Regions from separate parts of the Sus scrofa genome. Here regions 1, 3 and 4 are each linked to region 2. The links are chromatin contacts, called in public Hi-C and HiChIP or PLAC-seq maps. All regions are on one chromosome and are shown on one strand. Each heading gives the region's core, a stretch centred on a gene start, on an enhancer-like site or on the middle of the called end of the contact. The rest is flanking DNA. Distances are from core to core; before and after follow the strand shown. Region 1 holds the start of SRGAP3 (SLIT-ROBO Rho GTPase-activating protein 3). Region 2 holds the start of BRPF1 (peregrin). Region 3 holds the start of THUMPD3 (THUMP domain-containing protein 3). Region 4 overlaps FANCD2 (Fanconi anemia group D2 protein).

Region 1 (2,700 bases), core at 135-2,634, 260 kb before region 2:
TGACACAAACTCAAGACTGTGGGAATATAGAGAAATTGGGCTCGTCCTCGTACACCTGCTCAATCCCCTGCAGGACAACGCCCAAGAATCAGGTTAAGCCAGGGCAAAAGAATCCCGCCCATAATCGAGAAGGAGCAAACTGACATGGAGGCGATGACGAGATCGCGGGGGAGGGAGGGATTTTTCTAGGCCCAGGGCGGTCCTTAGGAAAAGGAGGCAGCAGAGAACTCCCATAAAGGTATTGCGGCACTCCCCTCCCCCTGCGGAGAAGGGTGCGGCCTTCTCTCCGCCTCCTCCACTGCAGCTCCCTCAGGATTGCAGCTCGCGCGGGTTTTTGGAGAACATGCGCCTCCCACCCACAAGCCAGCAGGACCGACCCCCCACTCCTTCCTCCACCCCCCACCCCCACGGGTCCGAGAGCAGGTAGAGAGCTAGTCTCGTCCTTCAGGCGGCGGACGCCCAGGGCGGAGCCGCAGTCACCACCACCCAGAAGCCTCGGCCCGGCAGCCCGCCCCCGCCTCCTGCGCGCGCTTCCTGCCACGTTGCGCAGGGGCGAGGGGCCAGACACTGCGGCGCTGGCCTCGGGGAGGGCCGTACCAAAGACCGCCTCCCTGCCGACTCGCGTAGTGGTTTCGCTCATTTGGGACCCAAGCCAATAACAAGGGGCCGTTCCCAGGACTTCAGCAGCCAATCAGATACCAAAGCCGAGCAGGCGGCGGGTAAACCGACTCCCCCGGAGGGGAGGGTGGCAGGACGCCCGCGCGGGAGCCACTTTCACTGACCCTCCCCTCCCCCCGCAGGAGGCCGACAGCGCCCGCCTGTGCAGCTCTCTCCACCCCACCTACCTACCCACCCAGGGGGCAATGCGAGAGTTCCTGGGAGGCTGCGCACTCCCGAGGCTGTAACTGACAGGAGCTTTACTCCAACCAAAACACGCCATTTGTGTTTTCACACACGGCGGGAGGAGAAGCGGCCAATCAGTGACAAGAGAAGAGCAGGAAGCGCTCCTCCCTCTGCGGGAGCAATGGCTCCGTCCGTATTCCAGGCTTTTCCGCTCCCTTCTCCCTCCCCCTCCGGTTGCCGCAGGGCGGGCCGCACTCCCGCCTGCCTCTCACCACCTCTTCCCCTTCCAGCGTAACAAACGATATGCTCCCGACTTCCCGCTAGGGAAGGCGACCCCCGCTACCGGTCAGACCACCTCAAGCACCCATCCCCCGCCAAACCGCCGGCCCTCCCCCAAACCAGAGTCCCGCTCCCCTACCTAGCCGAGGCTCTCTGAGGAGCCGGAGCCCCAGAGCACAGCCTCTTCTCTAGGCGGCCCCGGCGGCTTCCGCTGATTGGCGGGGAGCTGGCCAATGGGTGCGAGACGGTGGGCGGAGGGGCCAATGGCGCGGCGGGAGGGGGCGTGTCCCGGGTGCCCCTGGCGCCGGCGCTGGGAATCCCCGTGCGGTCAGTGGCGTTTCCGCTCGGGCAGCGGGCTGAGTGAGCTGCTGCCGCCGCCGCCGCCGCCGCCGCCGCCGCCGGGGGAGGGGCGGCCGCCGCCCGCCTGCGCTCAGAGACTCACGCAGCCCCAGTCCCGCCAGTCCGCCAACACAGTAGTGCCGGCCCCCCCCTCCTTCCCTGGCCCTCCCCCTCACCGCCTTTGGCTCGCTCCGCCTTTTTGCCCCCCACCCCCACCTCACGGGCACGGGCCATTCCCGGCCAGGAAACGCCGTGGCGCCGCGCTGGGCCTAACTCGAGTCCTGCTGCCTACCGGGAGTGCCGTGCGCCGCAGCCCGGGCCCAGGCCTGGGACAAGGTAAGGGTGCGACAGAAAAGAGAGACCTCCCCTCACCACCGGGCCCCGGGGGAGGGAAGGGTCACCTCCTCCGTCTCCTCGCGCTTGCTCTCGGGACGTGGGCCTGGCCCTCCCCCGGCTCTCAGCAGGAGGATGCTGCCCCTTCCCATCCCCCCTCGCCCCCCCACACCACTGTACCCCTCTTTCCCAGGCGGAGAGGCCCCCTCCTTAATCTAGTCGACCCCACTACCCTTTTCATGTCTTTCCTGGGTCAGGACGTTTCCCCTCCCCCCACGCCTCTTCACCCCTTTTCCTGTGAACTGCCTACTCCACGTTTACCTTTTACTTGAGAATAGGCCTCTCGCCGCCCTCCTCAAAATACACAGCACACTTTTTTTTCCCCTCCCCAAACCCCACCCCCACCCCCGTTCGCGCGGCCTTGTGACAACTCTGGTCGCTCTGGGGCCCTCGATCTCCCCCCTCCAAGAATGTTCCTGGACGCTTTTCCTCTCGTCCTAGGGTCCCTATTGCAGATGATTGCTTCCTTTCCCACACTAAAGACGTTGGGCTTCGCCACCCCCACCTCACATTCTTGGGCTCTCAGTGGCGTATGCCCCAGTATCTCTGAAATGGCCCCACTGAATTTGTAGGGTTCTAGCTTGGAGTTGAGCCAGATTGTGTCGTTTTCCCTGTCTTGGGCGTGGAGAGAGATCATTTGAGAATATCTTTAAAGGCAGAAAAATGTAGCCTCTATTAATTGCCTTTCCCTCTGCGTGGAAGCCAGGGATGCGAAGTGAATGGTGGTGAGAAAAAGCCCTGGTTTTTAAGTAGGTGAATCGCGTGACAGGGAAAGTTTAACTGTTGGGAAAGCCCCTTCTATGCTAATTTATTCTATAGAGCTCTTTGCTTGTCTCACTTCTTGGG
Region 2 (2,700 bases), core at 131-2,630:
TTTTCTTTGAGTATTCACTACATATCAACACTATGTGAGAGTTCTCTTGTGGCCCAGAGGTTGAAGGACCAGCAGCAGTTTAGGTAGCTGCTATGGTGCAGGTGCAATCCCTGGCCTGGGAACTTCAACATGTCAGTGTGGCCAAAAACATCCCACTGTGCTATGTGATTTACGAGCATCGTATTATTCAATCCTCACAACAATCCTGTGAGGTAAGCACTATTTTATCTCTATTATACACATGGAACTGAGGTTCAGAGAATTTGTCATTTACTGAAGAGAACCCATCAGTTTGACTTCAGATCCCGAGATCTTAACCAGCAAATCTTTTCGTGAAGTGTCCATTTTACGAGGATGTTTGGGGGAAGATATTGAATATGTAAACACATACTTTACAGTGGATTGAATGCAAGGTTTGTATTAAGGTAAAATAGAACCTTCCAGATGATTTGGGCTTTGCCCCAGAACCCTGGAAGACCCTTTAACTCTCCTCTTTGATGGCAAAACTGGAGAGGCTCAGCCCAGGTATTGTTTAGCTAGTGGACTCTTCTTGGCACCCAAGTTCTCCGAAGCGCCCGGGAACTGACCAGTAGAGTTGTGGCACTCCGCTTTACAAATAAGCAATATGAGGTAAGAAGAATTTAACAACCTGCTCAAATTCACATATCTGCTAAGTGGCCCAGTCACATTCAAACCAGCTCTGTTTTGACACCATCTTCCAACCGGCGACCCGTAGCCATGAAGCATTTCTCCATCAAGCTACAGGGCTCCTAGCATCTGAATCCTATTATACCGTGCAAAAGCCCTTTCACACCCGACCGGCCTTCTCCACCGCCCCAATCTGGCTGCTACTTTCAAATGCACACCTTTTCTCCAGCCCTGCCCCTTTACCTTTTCCAAGCCCCGCCCATTCCCTTCAGTCTCGCTTCCGTTTTTCCCAGCTCTATTCTTTCTCCCTAAACCAGCTCCAAGTTTCAGGCCTATCCAAAACCCCGCCCTTTCTTTCCTATGGCCCACTCTTCTGTTTAGTCCCACCCTTTAACCCCCGCCCAGTTCAACCCCTATTCTCCTTACTGGGGCCTGCTTTACAGATGGCCCCGCCCACTCCCCGCAAACCCCGCCCCGTAGACTGGTTTATCCTCTTCCAGCCCCGCCCCGCCCTCACCCGTAACTCCAGGTCCCCCTTAGGCTCCAGCCCGCGTCCCTCTTGGTCCTGGCCCTGCCCCCAGCCCCGCCCCGTGGCTCCGGCCCCGCCTCGCCGCCTTCCTCGGAGACCAAGGCCAGGTCCCTACCGCAGCCGCGGCGCCAGGAGGGAGGGAGGGAGGGCTAGGGGATGGGGAGGGGGCGGGGGGGCAGGAGGCGGAGGGGGAAGGGAGAAGGGCGGGCTCCTCACGCCCAGTCCCGCGCTCACCGTCCGTGACCGCAGATTCGCTACAAACGGCCCTACCAATCCGGATCCCGAGTACTTCAATTTCAGTCTCCAGAAACTCAACTCTAAGATGGAGGTGCTAGAAGAGCACTGTGGGGTATCCAGGGGCCTTCCGAATCCTAAAGAATGGCCTCTCGAGCCTCAGCGGGCGGGAGGGGATCTGTGGCGAAAGTGCAGGTCGGCAGCGCCGCGGCTACGCATTTACCCTGCGCAGACGCCGTCGCCGCCGCTGCTGCCGCCGCCGCTGCCACTGCCTTTGCCGCCACCGTCTCTGCTGCCGCCGTCCCCGCGTTGCCTCCGGGAACCTCTTTTGTTCCAGCAGCGTCGGGTCCCGAGGCCAGGCAACCTAGGGGTTCTCGAAAGGGGCGGCGGCCGCCGGAATTGAGACACCCGGGCGCCGGCGGGACTGGGAGCGGCAGGGGTCAGCGCGGGAATCCCAGGGAGCCGGACCAGAGCGTGGGGCGGCAGGGGGCCGGGGTGGCGAGGTCTGCAGTCTCTGGAGTTGGGGCTTCCCCTCCCCGGCCCGTCTTTCCCCGCTGGCCTCCCCAAGTGGGGTCGGAGCCCCGGCGGGCGCCCCCGGCGATGAGCCCGGACTCGAGGTGGCCGGTGAGTGCGAGCCTGGGACCCGGGCGGGAGTGGCCAGCCGGGAAGGGGTAGGCTGCTTTCGTGGGGCGCGCACCGGGCTCCCCGGCCCGAGTGCCCTCGGGCCACTCCAGCCCGGAGAACTGACAGAGCGTTCGCTTCCAGCCGGCAACCCGAGGTAACAGTGTATCCTCCGGGGCTGCCTAGGGCTGCCTGGGCCAATGGCAGGAGGGGAACCTTGTTTAACTTGTTACACTTCGACAAAGGGGAAACGTCGCCGCATCCGGGAGAGGGCTGCGGGCACCGCCTGGGCCTGGCCTGATCCCTCTGGCCTCCGCCCCCTACTTCCTCCAGCCCCCTGAGCGCCTGGGGCAGATACCGCCGCCAAACCCCTGAGCCTGGGGCCCTCCCCAGGGGCTTTCAGGTCTAAGTTCCCGAGTCTCTTCACTGTGTTTCTGCTGCTGAGTCCCAGCGGGACATTTGTCGGAGCTCTGTGCTACTTGGGGAACCTGGGCAGCAGAGCTGCAGCGTTCACCAGGGACCCATCATTGAAAGAGGAGAGCTTGTTTGTGCTTCGATTGGTTTGTGTTTAAAGACAGCTACAGGTAGGAAGTAGGAGCGAGTTGAAGGAGTAGTTTAACTGATAAGGCAGTCAGAGGCTTTGACAGAGGCTGGAGCAGCTCACTAGC
Region 3 (2,700 bases), core at 55-2,554, 300 kb before region 2:
TGGATATACCACTTTTGTTTATCTATTCATCAGCTAAGGACATTAGGATTATTTCCAATGCTCAATGCTGCTGGGCACATTCATGTCTAAGTTTTTGTTTGAACATCTGCTTTCAGTTCTCTTGGGTATACCTACCAGGAGAAATGCTGAGTCATATGACAATACTATTTTTTTTTTTTTTTTTTTTGTCTTTTTGCTATTTCTTTGGGCCACTCCCGCGGCATATGGAGCTTCCCAGGCTAGGGGTCGAATCGGAGCTGTAGCCCCCAGCCTATGCCAGAGCCACAGCAACACAGGATCCAAGCCGCGTCTGCAACCTACACCACAGCTCAGGGCAACGCCGGATCGTTAACCCACTGAGCAAGGGCAGGGACCAAACCCGAAACCTCATGGTTCCTAGTCGGATTCGTTAACCACTGCGCCACGACGGGAACTCCTTTTTTTTTTTTTTTTTTTTTTTTCTCGACAATACTCTTTAACTTTTTTGAGGGAAGTACAAACTGTTCTCCAAAGTGGCTGTACCATTTTTCATTCCCACCGGCAATGCCTAAGTGCTCCAATCCACCACATTCTTACTGAAACTTGGAACTGCCTATTTTGAAAAAAACTTTTAGGAGTTCCTGTTGTGGCTTAGCAGAAACAAATCTGACTAGTATCCATGAGGAGATGGGTTCAATCCCTGGCCTCACTCAGTGGGTTAAGGACCCAGCATTGCCATGAATTGTGGTGTAGGTGGCAGGTGAGGCTCAGATCTGGCATTGCTGTGACTGTGGTGTAGACCAGGGACTACAGCTCTGATTTGAACCCTAGCCTGGGAACCTCCATGCACCACAGGTATGGCCCTAAAAAGACCACAAAAAAAAGAAAGAAAAGAAAAAAACTTTTAACCAAATAGGTATTTTACCGTAGCTTTACTTTGCATTTTCCTAATTACTAGTGATATTGATCATCGTTCCACGTGATTATTTACCATATGTGTATCATCTTTAGAGAAATATTCAAGCCTCTGCCCATTTTTAAACTGGGTTATCTTTACATTGTTGAACTGTAAAAATGCCCTTCTAAAATCATTTAAGTTGAAGATATGTATGACGAAATAAAATTTATATTTTAAGGCAGGACAAGGAAAAAATTAAAGGCAAAATTCTGTTTGGCCTCCTCCCTCGCTCATGTGCTTTACACATTAACCAGAGCTACTCAAAGATGGAAGTGCCTGCTTACAGCAAAGATCAATTTTTTTTTTCTTCTAACCCCAGCAATGTAACTTCTTAAAAGAATAGTGTACTTTCTCATCTCTGAAAGAGGTTATGGTGACTTGTTGCTTACCTGGACTATGTATCCTTGGTGAACTTTATAAAAAATATCAGTATGTCATTTTGATGTATGATTCCTTGTCTAAAAAATATATATGACAAGACTCCCCCCACCCCATCGTGACTGAGTGGTTAAAGATCCCGACTAGTATCCACGAAGACTCAGGTTCAATTTCCGGCCTCGCTCTGTGGGTTAAGGATCCGATGCTGCCATAAACTGTGGTGCAGGTTGAGGACTCAACTTGCATCTGGCGTTGCTGTGGCTGTGGTGTAGGCCGGCAGCTGTAGCTCCAATTCCATCCCCAGCCTGGGAACTTCCATATGCCGGTGGGTACGGCCCCAAAAAAGACAAACAAAAACAAGACAAAAAACGTATATGGCTATGCCTTCCGAGGCAAAACGATTCTCAGGGTTTTCAGAGAAATCTCCTTCCAGGGTTATAATCCTCAGTTTGGCTTAAATAAAATTCTCTTTTAAAATTCTTGGCAGTTAACCTTCCTCAAGTATTTAAAGAAAAATACTAAGTAAACAATAGTAACATACGTTAGGTAACATGTTACTTTGGGGGCAAAACATTTAGCCTCTGTGAGACTCAGGTTCGCCGGCTTTAAAACAGAGTGGCCCCTGCTTGAAAGTTGCTGGAACAAATGAATTTACGTGTGTGAAGCGCTTACTCGGAACCAGCGGGATAAACACTAACATCGACCACTACCACAACTGACGACGAGGCCAACGGCGTTCCAGATTCTGCCTGCAGGGAGTCCTGCCCGCAACTGCAGGAGCGGACCACCACCTACCGAAGTCCACCCTGCAAACAAACGCTCTTCCTCCCGACGTGCACCAGAGCCCGCCCCCAGGTTGGTGCCGCTATGGCCGTGCCACTCGACTTCCGTTTCCGGGGCGCCGAGGCAGTTTCCGGCGGCGTGACCTGAGCGCGTCGGGCAGCGTGGTCCCGGAGCCGGAAGGGTCAGCGCAGGCGGCTGGTAAACGGGCGGTGGGTGGGAGTGGCCGGGTAGGGTACCAATGACCCTTGGGAGGGAGAGTCAACCGTCCTCTTGAGACCCTGGCTGTCGACGGGTGCACTTCAGCCCGATCCACGGCGGAGCCCTTCTCACTCCCTTTTACTGGGTTTCATCAGCTCCCCGGGTTTCCTGTGATTTGGGCCCTGGGGGTGGGTGTCGGGAAACGTGGGTTTCATTCCAGCCGGCGCTACTGGTTAGCTCTCTGATCTTGGTAGGTCTTTCCGTGAGCTTCATCTGCCTTATTTGGAAGATAGAAGTCGTATCACTGATTGTGCGCTCCTTAATGGCGGGGACTGAATGTTATTTGTGTTAGACACCGTGTCCTGTCCCAGATTCAGAACAAGGACAGTGTAGGTACTCTGCGC
Region 4 (2,700 bases), core at 15-2,514, 280 kb after region 2:
TGGCATGGGAGCAGTCCCCTTGCCCAGGTTCTGAGTCACAGATCTACTTAGGCACCTCTGGTCACTTCAGCCATCCCCAGAGATGCCCACAGAGAACTGAATATTCCACCTTCCTGCTTCTCCTCCACATCTGAGGATGGCTGTTCCTTTTAGCTTGAGTTTATTGTGCTACTGCACTCCCAGGACCTCACATATTAGGGGGTCATTTGCTTATTCCCATGTGCTTCTCTAGGTCTGGTCTCAAGAATTTAGGGGGGAAAAAACCAAACTCACTTTTGTTGTAAACTTTGCCATTATAAAAGACAATCTTAAAGAGTTTTTTTAGCTGAGTAGGACCCAGGGCTAGAGTAGTGAAATAAGGATAGAAACAGAGATGACAATCTCTCACACATATTTAGCAAATTGAACTTTGTAAAAAAACAATATTTGGCTGGTCCCTTATAGCTCAGAAAGGGAAAGGAGAGGATGGCCAGCAAGCACTCCTCCTGTTTGAGGGGCAAATTAAGATAATTATCCAGTACCATCTGTAAAAATTGTGAATCGCTGTGTTGTACACCTGAAACTTACATTGTAAGTAAATTTAATAAAGGAAAGGTGATTATCCATATGTGGCTGGAACCTGCAGGATTCTTTGGAACCCTTAACTGAAAGAATTTCTTGCACTTAAAATGAAATGATGGTGTTCCCGTCGTGGCTCTGTGGTTAACGAATCTGATTAGCATCCATGAGGATGCAAGTTCGATCCCTGGCCTTGCTCAGTGGGTTAAGGAACCGGCATTGCCATGAGTTGTGGTATAGGTCACAGACTTGGCTCGGATTCTGTGTTGCTGTGGCTGTGGTGTAGGCCAGCAGCTGTAGCTCTGATTCGACCCTTAGCCTGGGAACTTCCATATGCCACAGGTGTGGCTCTAAAAAGCAAAAAAAAAAAAAAAAAAAAAAAAAAAAGTTCATTTGGCACTGATGCATGTTGTTGGTTCTAGGAAGATGTTCTGAGTTTATTGGAAACCTTCCAGTTGAACACGAGATTGCTTCATCACCTGTGTGGGCATTCCAAGGTAAGAGGGAGAGCAGGTCATCATGGGCTTAATCTGCCATTGCCATTTAGAGATCCATGGGTTCCAGCAGCTCCTTCTTCCTTTTTCACCCCCTTTATTTCTGGGACTGTGTCTGTCCAAAGGAAGTTTATTCAGCATTGTCAGTCCCAGTTGCTGGCTGAGATTGGGCAATCAACTAGAGGGGAATTTCTGCATCTGAAATTTGATTCACGCTCCGTAGCCCTATTTCCTCTAGAAGGTCTTCTTTGGTGAGAGAGAGAGAATGTTGGTGGGTGTGTAATGGCTACAAAGCGCTCTGGGCAGGAGGAATGTTATGTCAGTGATGACTCTTCTGGAAATAAAGAGGTAGTTCCAAAAGCAGCTGTGTTTAGGGCTGTTCATCTGTACTGTTCACTTGCCAAGGAACACATCTGTCTCCTATGAGAACATTTTAGCTTTCAAGGACTTTTCGATTTGAAGCCTACCACTGAACCATTGTCACTTTTTATCTGAGGAAACACAGAACCATGGAGTTCTATAGTCACTGGCAAACCCGTGGTCCTCCCACCCAGTTCCTGTTGTGCACTTCCTCCCCTGGTTCTGACTTCTCAAGATGTTGAATGGTGGAATTTTAAGGCCTCTCAGCTAAAAAAGGATACTGTCTGTTGTTTACTATCATATATGTTCAGGCATATTTTAGGTAAATTGGAATTCCCATCGTGGCTTAGCAGATTAAGAACCTGACTAGTATCCATGAGGATGTGGGTTCAATCACAGGCCTCTCTCAATAGGTTAAGGGTCCAGTGTTGCCACAATCTGCAGCATAGGTCGCAGATGTGGCTTGGATGCCACATGGCTGTGGTGTAGGCTGGCAGCTGCATCTCTGATTCGACCTCTAGCCCAGGCACTTCCTTATGCTACAGATGTGGCCCTGAAAAAAAAAAAGGAATTTTTTTTTTTTAGGTAAGGTAATTGATAATTGGTCAATAAGATGTTTTGAGGAAATGAGAGGTGTCGGTGGTGTGTCTTCTAGGCTCTTTTAGCTTGAAGGACAGCTGCCATTCTCTTCAGAATATTCTGCAAAGCTTCTGCTATTTGATGAAACATGTCTCTGGCCTATGCTCTTGTTCAATGTTCAAGTGTCAGGAATTCAAGAGTCGCTATATTGGAGATGTGAAAGCATGATGATAAATCCAAATGAGTTGGGTGTGTTTGTTTTCATTCAGATTCACCAGGACACAAAACTCACCAAACATGTGCCTTTGCTCAAAAAGACCCTGGAGCTGTTAGTCTGCAGAGTGAAAGCTATGCTTACCCTCAACAGTTGCAGAGAGGCTTTCTGGCTGGGCAATCTCAAAAACCGGGACTTGCAGGTAACCCAGTGGTGGTCTCCTTCTCCCATGCCTTGTGAGAGTGATGGGAAGTGTGGAAGGGAGGTCACCCCAGCACTGCTCTCTCCATACTCGGTTGCTTTTCTCTTAGTCTGTGACTCTTTAGCTCTTCAAGTTGGGGAGCATTGCTCATAGGCAATGGTTGTAGGCCATACTCCTCATCCCAGGAAGTGAAGGCACCACAACAGCCCTTTGGTATAAAAAAAGGCCTCAGACACAGAGCCAGGTTAGTAAGCCGCTTTCTGGGAGTTCCAGTTGTGGCACAGCAGAAACGA

Evidence for each region. A called contact is a pair of places that touch in the nucleus more often than the background predicts. HiChIP or PLAC-seq counts read pairs in DNA pulled down with a chosen protein or histone mark.
Region 1: an H3K27ac HiChIP or PLAC-seq map of alveolar macrophages shows a contact between it and region 2. The contact joins the promoter of SRGAP3 here to the promoter of BRPF1 in region 2. A contact is called at or near these places in 1 of 5 promoter capture datasets (fetal liver), 1 of 47 Hi-C or Micro-C datasets (skeletal muscle) and 1 of 2 datasets of contacts at active chromatin or transcription factors (alveolar macrophages).
Region 3: a Hi-C map of liver shows a contact between it and region 2, with 5 times the contacts expected there. The contact joins the promoter of THUMPD3 here to the promoter of BRPF1 in region 2. A contact is called at or near these places in 4 of 47 Hi-C or Micro-C datasets (fetal skeletal muscle, heart right ventricle, liver and 1 more).
Region 4: an H3K27ac HiChIP or PLAC-seq map of alveolar macrophages shows a contact between it and region 2. The contact joins the enhancer-like site here to the promoter of BRPF1 in region 2. A contact is called at or near these places in 1 of 5 promoter capture datasets (fetal liver), 1 of 47 Hi-C or Micro-C datasets (heart right ventricle) and 1 of 2 datasets of contacts at active chromatin or transcription factors (alveolar macrophages).

The regions. Positions count from the first base shown.
Region 1 is chr13:65,758,508-65,761,207 of Sscrofa11.1, forward strand. It overlaps SRGAP3 (SLIT-ROBO Rho GTPase-activating protein 3), which reads right to left and starts at 1,385. Exons shown (of 25, transcript XM_021071097.1): 1 at 1,262-1,385. It overlaps SETD5 (SET domain-containing protein 5), which reads left to right and starts at 1,466. Exons shown (of 25, transcript XM_013981946.2): 1 at 1,466-1,797.
Region 2 is chr13:66,019,667-66,022,366 of Sscrofa11.1, forward strand. BRPF1 (peregrin) reads left to right here and starts at 1,381. Exons shown (of 12, transcript XM_021069303.1): 1 at 1,381-2,035.
Region 3 is chr13:65,719,252-65,721,951 of Sscrofa11.1, forward strand. It overlaps THUMPD3 (THUMP domain-containing protein 3), which reads left to right and starts at 1,305. Exons shown (of 11, transcript XR_002338099.1): 1 at 1,305-2,296. The region is part of intron 1 of SRGAP3 (SLIT-ROBO Rho GTPase-activating protein 3); the gene reads right to left.
Region 4 is chr13:66,301,922-66,304,621 of Sscrofa11.1, forward strand. FANCD2 (Fanconi anemia group D2 protein) reads left to right here. Exons shown (of 44, transcript XM_021069313.1): 41 at 981-1,055; 42 at 2,261-2,407. Among named protein-coding and RNA genes, the nearest start is that of FANCD2OS, 9.7 kb to the right of the region's middle. Within about 2 kb of position 1,265, at least 9 of the 83 cell types and tissues checked have an H3K27ac peak or open chromatin away from gene starts, as enhancers often do. A contact at or near this core is called in alveolar macrophages, where this site is marked.